Linked DNA regions of Mus musculus: region 2 is linked to region 1. The links are chromatin contacts, called in public Hi-C maps. All regions are on one chromosome and are shown on one strand. The core of a region is the stretch at or near the end of the contact, and the rest is flanking DNA. Distances in the headings are between cores, read along the strand shown. Region 1 overlaps Ltbp1 (latent transforming growth factor beta binding protein 1). Region 2 overlaps Fam98a (family with sequence similarity 98, member A).

The links. A called contact is a pair of places that touch in the nucleus more often than the background predicts.
Region 2: a contact with region 1 is called in a Hi-C map of the HPC-7 cell line, with 2.3 times the contacts expected there. The contact joins two enhancer-like sites. A contact is called at or near these places in 3 of 484 Hi-C or Micro-C datasets (3T3-L1-derived adipocytes, the HPC-7 cell line and the MC3T3-E1 cell line).

The regions. Positions count from the first base shown.
Region 1 is chr17:75,279,670-75,282,912 of GRCm38.p6, reverse strand. Ltbp1 (latent transforming growth factor beta binding protein 1) reads right to left here. Exons shown (of 34, transcript NM_019919.4): 14 at 486-585. Among named protein-coding and RNA genes, the nearest start is that of Rasgrp3, 150 kb to the left of the region's middle. Within about 2 kb of position 1,337, at least 3 of the 459 cell types and tissues checked have an H3K27ac peak or open chromatin away from gene starts, as enhancers often do. A contact at or near this core is called in the HPC-7 cell line, where this site is marked.
Region 2 is chr17:75,534,927-75,538,134 of GRCm38.p6, reverse strand. Fam98a (family with sequence similarity 98, member A) reads left to right here. Exons shown (of 8, transcript NM_133747.2): 8 at 1-1,049. Among named protein-coding and RNA genes, the nearest start is that of Fam98a, 15 kb to the left of the region's middle. Within about 2 kb of position 1,289, at least 29 of the 459 cell types and tissues checked have an H3K27ac peak or open chromatin away from gene starts, as enhancers often do. A contact at or near this core is called in the HPC-7 cell line, where this site is marked.

The DNA of each region.
Region 1 (3,243 bases), core at 88-2,587:
AGGAAGAGGGAAAGGAAAATTAAATCTCGGCATGCACACTGGCATCCTTGTGCAAAATGCAAGTATGACTTCATCTAAAAAATAACACTAGCCCTCTTCAGGAACTGACAATCATCCTGAAAGCGAACGGTACTAAGTCTGAGTTCAAAACATGACCACTTGATAAATAAGAAGTTCCACTATTTGCACACTGTATACAACACAAAAGCATAGTATACTATATAGAACTGATCTTTTTCCACATATACTACTCTTCTCAAAGCAACGATATTTCTAGTATAGGAATGTACTTCAATGTACTGAGATAAATTTCATGACAAATTTAAAGATACAGCCCAATGATTTGTTAAACACAAAGACACACACACACAGACACACACACACAGACACAGACACACAGACACAGACACACACACACACACACACACACCATTATGAATTTCTTCAGAATACCCCTATAAACAGCACATTTCAGCACAGGTTACCTGGAAACTGTGGGTGCAGATGAATAGTTGAAACCCCTGGGGAGAGCTGGGGTTGCCCAGGTTCAAGTCTGGTTTTCTCTTGATCCAGTGAAGGTATTTCCTGGGTAGTTGTTTTTGAGAGAGAGAGAGAGAGAGAGAGAGAGAGAGAGAGAGAGAGAGAGAGAGAGAGAGAGAGAGGCGCAGAAACAAAGCAGGAATTACTTTTCTTTTCCCATGTAGTGTTAGTTTTTATTTAATTAATTATACTCTCAGCAAGGCAAAACTATCGCAAGATCAGACACACACCTACATATGTGGCTTTAAAATATTGTGCTGCTACAATGTCAACTTCTTATTTTTCGCGGCCATGCTATTTATCTACACTCATGCTCTCATCCATTTACTTGGTGTTCAAAGTCAAATCTTGAAAACAGGACCTCGGCTCAGGGCTCCACATTTGATCTGAACTGGGCAACTCTAACCCTAATTGGGGACTAAATATCCACATCGTTTAAAAGTGACTCTGCCTCCCAGCCACATTTTGTAGATAATATGATTGATGTAACAACTGAGCCATAAAGAAGACCCACTAAGCTGAAGTACTCAAGTCAGACAGTTGTCACTGTGGCCTTGTTTAGGCCACATCTAACAGGTTAACCTTCCCAGATCTCTCTCGGCAGTGGTAGGCTACCATAGCAACAACAGCTTGCAGTCTTAGAAGACTCGTGGCTTCCCAACTGGACCTCAAGCACAAAGGGAAGAAAAATAAAATCCATCCATCATCACGGCTCAGCTTTCAACTGTAGCTCTGTAGGGGCTCATGCCAATGGGACACTTGGTCTAGTTAAGTAAGGATCTGGGCTTTTACTCATATCAGCATGGGGCCAGAGAGCTCAGGACACCTCATTAAGTGCATTCATCAAGTTACTTCCTCACTGTTAGCCAACATCTCGCCTCTTGGGCTTAACTTGCAGAAAGCCCACTTCCTGACATGCAGTTCACTCTTGCCCTATCTCCCGGCCTTTGTTATTACCTTCCATGCTTTGACTGTAGATTCCCTCACAGACAGTTTCATCGAAACCCAACTTTGGAAGTATGAATTCCTACAGACTAACTCTGGACATGCTACAAATTCCTCATACTCCCCCACAGTGGTTACCCTTTTCTTTCTTTCCTTCCTTCCTTCCTTCCTTCCTTCCTTCCTTCCTTCCTTCCTTCCTTCCTTCCTTCCTTCCTTCCTTCCTCCCTCCCTCCCTCCCTCTCTCCCTCCCTTCCTTCCTTCCTTCCTTTTTGTTTTTTATGAGATAGACTTTCTTTGTGTAGCCTTAGCTGAACTATAGCTTGCTCCATAGACCAGGCTGGTTTTGAATGCACAGAGAACTGCCTGCCTCTGCCTCCAGAAAGCTAGGATTAAAGATGCCCCACAACAGCCCAGTGGTCCACCCTTTCCTCGTCCATAGTCCTCAGTGTTACAGTCTAGACTTCTTTTCTCATGCTCAGCTGATTGCATCATATAATTGTCCTCTCAAGCTACCACTTTCTCTACCTCAGTTGCTCTTGCAATAGTTCTAGGAATCATTAATCACTCATGACATTTCCCCACATACCCTCCTCTCCATATGAAGGCAGGGCTGTTACTTGTTAGAGGTGGCCTCCATCAGTCTCTGTGTCCTCTTCCCAGGAGCCCATGGCACACACCAATGAAGAACAGCCCAGGATCAAGCACTAACTCAGTCCTGTGGTTTACAGCAGAATCTTCCCACCCCCCTTAGGTGTAGCCTTCCTAATCAGCACCACTTCACTGCTTGCCAGGCAGGAACCCAGTTCAGCAGCTACTACCCCACCGATGACAAGTGTCGTTCCAGCCCGTCAAAGCAGGACCATGTTCCCTCTCTAACAGAATCTTTGTTGCTCCTTTCTAAACCTTCCCACATAAATGTCTCATTCTTGAACTAAGCTCTTTTCTCCACATCTTCCTTCAAGGTGGTGAGAACTTTGTAAAGTTTTAATACTAAACAGATCTTCATTCCATTGCCTACCCTGACTACTCCCTTTTAAATTAAAATGAAGTTAAGAGTATACAAGGAGAATGGTCAAATAAAGTTAAGACTATGTAAGAAAAATGTTCACTATCTCTTTCTGATTCAATACCCCCTCCCACTACATGTGTATGTGTATGTGTGTGGGTGGGTGGGTGTTGCAGGTGCTCACACCCATGCACTAGCACATACGCGTGCACACACACTTGTGCTTGCCCATGCATCTTCATCTATGTCTGTGTGCATGTAGGGAACAGAGGTTGACATGAGGTCTCTTCCTAGCTCACTCTTCGCCTTATCTTTTGAGAAAGTCTCTTTTCTTTCAGAGTCTCAAGTACAGTTACAATTAACTATACCATAAACGAGAAGAACAGAGGTGAGTTGTGACAGGTTAGTATAGGCAGCTTTCTGGAATACTTATAAGCCCAGTGATTTCTCCCTTGTATCATTTAGAACTAAGCTCAAAATCAACAAATTTGCATGCTACTGTATATGACCAATCTTTCAAGATGTTATAGCCATGGAAGCCAAATATGCAAATCTGTTGGACTTCTTTCAGACTCATTGTAGTATGATATCTCCCAATATACACATAAATCATTCCATAATCATCATTTCCTTCTTTGGGATTCTTATAACATGTGTATGAGAACATATGGTATACACTAACAATTGAAACACTATTTAAAAATTGTATATTTCTGCAGCTATCTATCTGTCAAGCAAGTTTTAAAACCTAA
Region 2 (3,208 bases), core at 40-2,539, 260 kb before region 1:
ACATCTATTTGGAATGAATGTAAGACCACAGGTAGCAGGCATACTCCTGCTTAGGATAACCATTTGCTGGTCTTCATTCAATTCTTTCTCTCTTTTTATTACTAAACAGTTTTACATAACACTGTTTATTTAAGAAACATATCTCTTCTTTCTATGAAAAACAAATTTTAAAGGCAATTTAAGTTGCCTTTAGTTGACCGGTAAACTAATCCAGTTGGAACATACATGCTTTTTTGAAGAAATTACTTGAATAAAATAGTTTTCACATTTTCAATATGCAAGTTTTGAAAATGAGGATTTGCCTGGACTTTTTTATATTTAATGCTGGGAAACCTTCCTCATATTAACAACCCATGTATGTTTTTCGTAAGCTACCTTCTGATGTCTATTCTCCGAGCATAGCTCTGCCCTGATTGGCATTTTATTCAGAGAGATGTTTGTCACCTTTCTTTTTGGTAGACCTGTTGGGTTGGTTCCTATTACATGAGCTCTTTTGCAGATAGCACATTCAGTAGCCTTATCCTGTTGGTGGAATACTGTACCATATGCTCCTCCAAAACCCATGAACACGGCCAAAACCCATAAAAACAACAAAAGCAAACTAAGTCAAGAACCGTAGTATCTGTAGGCACTTAGTTAAGTATAGCAACTCAAACCAGACCTGCATCCATCCGAGACAAACGTTCCTCCTTCACCCTTGTTTTTACTTGAAATTCGCTAGAAGAAATGGCGAGCAGACATCTGTTCCATGCACTAGTTAATGCTACTGGCTCAGCATATACAAGTTAGCTTGCTTTAGGCAAGGGACCTTTCTTGTGATGGACGTGCACTACGAAGTGAGATGGAGTCCTGCTCCGTGCAGGAGGCCCTTCATTATTGCTGCAGAAGACAGAAGCCTGGCTGAGTCACTCTCCACGTCTATCCTGAAATCACTCAATGCTTCTGCCGGGTTTTTGTACATGTAAACACTGTCAAGCTGTGAAAGAAAGTGGCTGGAGGTGTGTTTGGTGTGAGAGGTGAGCAATAAAGTACCTGCACATTCTCTCCTTGCTCTGGGAGTTTTCTTTTAGCTATTTTCATACCAGATTGTGCGTTTGTGTCAGGTTTATGGAGTAAGGCTTTTGTTCCTGAATGGTATTTCCTTAAGTAGAAGGTAGCCCTTTTTCTGGAAACTGAAACAAACTGGGAGGGGGAAAAGCTATTTCCACATTTACCTTATTTATAACAGTACGGCTAGAAAGCCTTCCTCTGACTCTGTCCACTGGGTGTAGCTGTTGCTACACATGTTAGGCAAGATGCAGTAATGCCCCTCCCTAACCTCAGAGGGTTTGTTTCCCGTTCTCCCTAAAAGCAGACGTGGTTTTCTTAGAAGAAAGTGACCTGGAAACTACAAAGTACTTATTAGAGAAATGGTATCTTCTGCTAAGTGGACCATCTTTAAGGTTTATTATGGTGTGATGTGTGTGTGTGTGTGTGTGTGTGTGTGTGTGTGTGTGTGTGAGTGAGTGGAGCATGTATGTATCTTAAGGTCACAGGGCAACTTTCGGGTGTTGGTTACTCCCTCCAACAGAGGGAGCTGGGAGGTCAAATTTGCATCCGTCAGTAATCAGGCCTGAGCAGATAGATACCTTACTCTGAGCCATCTCACAGGCCCCCAAGGGGTCTTATCTTTAAAATACTTTACTATTGAAATAGGGGTTTTATGATAACTAAAACTATCCTTGAAAGACCAATATGATCCTTTTATTCATTTTAGCAAATTTCAGCTACCTTTTGTGATTGCAAGATGTTCAAAATGCTTTATTAAAATGAATTAGAGTGTAGGCTTTCTCTTAAACAGCAGTGAATACATAGGTTTACTGTAGGTGGTTCCTCTTACCTCAGGTAGATACTTGCTTTGTTTCCGTAATCCAGGACTCCAGAGTCTTCCTCCCACTAGACTTACTCTTGACAGGTAGAATTTTGATTTATTATTACAAGGTTGTTTTCTCAGGCATGATCTTTTGAGAACAAATGGTAGATTTCTCCACAGTGACCTTAAGTTTTTCATCCTTGTTTATGATTTAAACTAGACATTGTTCTCCACATTGAGAAGCCATAGAAGAATTTAGTTTCTCCCCTTGACCATAAATTCTCTAGATAAGATATCCTAGCCACCAACATTACCACATTAGCATTGTTGGGTTTTGCAGAGAATGTTCCCTTAAATGATGGCATATTCTGTTTTCACTTGTTTTCTTTGTGTTTGGAATCACAATATGTCAAAACTGGCCTCAAACTCTTGGGCTCACCCCAGCCTCCCAAACACGTGGCTCTACAGGCAAATGCCACCAACCATACCGCAGCTGATCTTGTAGACTCTCTTAACCTTGTGGTCAGTAGTGATTTACCTGGGGTAAGGCATATGGGGATTTCTTTGAGAATCAAGATTTTTCACATGAACCACTAAGCCATCTGTGGAACAAGCCGGGTAGGCCTATACATTGTTCCACCCAAGATCAGGAGCTGGAACCGGGAGTCTGTGCTGAGAACTCTTGAGCCCTGCCATGGGTGGGTCCTGTACCTTTAATGTGTAGAACCAGTCTGGCTGATGTCCGGCTGCACCAGACACAGACTGAGTCTGCCTATCAGGACTCGAACCACTTCTACATGCTCGGAACTGATTGCCACTGGCCAAATCACCTTTTCCCCCAAGCGTTTCCCATCTTTATTTCTGTTGTATGGGTTCTTCCTAAACTCAGCTGATGTCCTTTTAGTTTTTTAACCCAGAGTGACCTTATACTGACCCTCCTCCATCCAATTCTCAAGTGCTGAAATTACAGGCATGCACCATGTCCTCAGGCCTTGTAAAAGTATCTTTGAGTTTACCTAGGTAGAAAAATAGATTCAGGCTGTGCTCATTACCACATACGGGGCTCTGTAAGACTTCTCCCTGATCTTATTTTATTCCTCCTTAGCATGACTATAGTTAGAAATATTCCTCTTGTTCAGTGACACAGCAATAAAAACTGGTGTGTACCAGTTTGGAAACTGTGTAATTCATCTAATTCATGGACTAGAGTAGGGACTAGGTTTAAGGGGAGCAGTCTTATAAAGCACGAACAGTGAGATAATGGCCCAAGAAGCTTCGTGTACATGTGTAATAGAAATAGAAATGGTACAGATTTGGGCAAAATGCAAAGGTTATAAGTAAGAAAAAGATAACTCA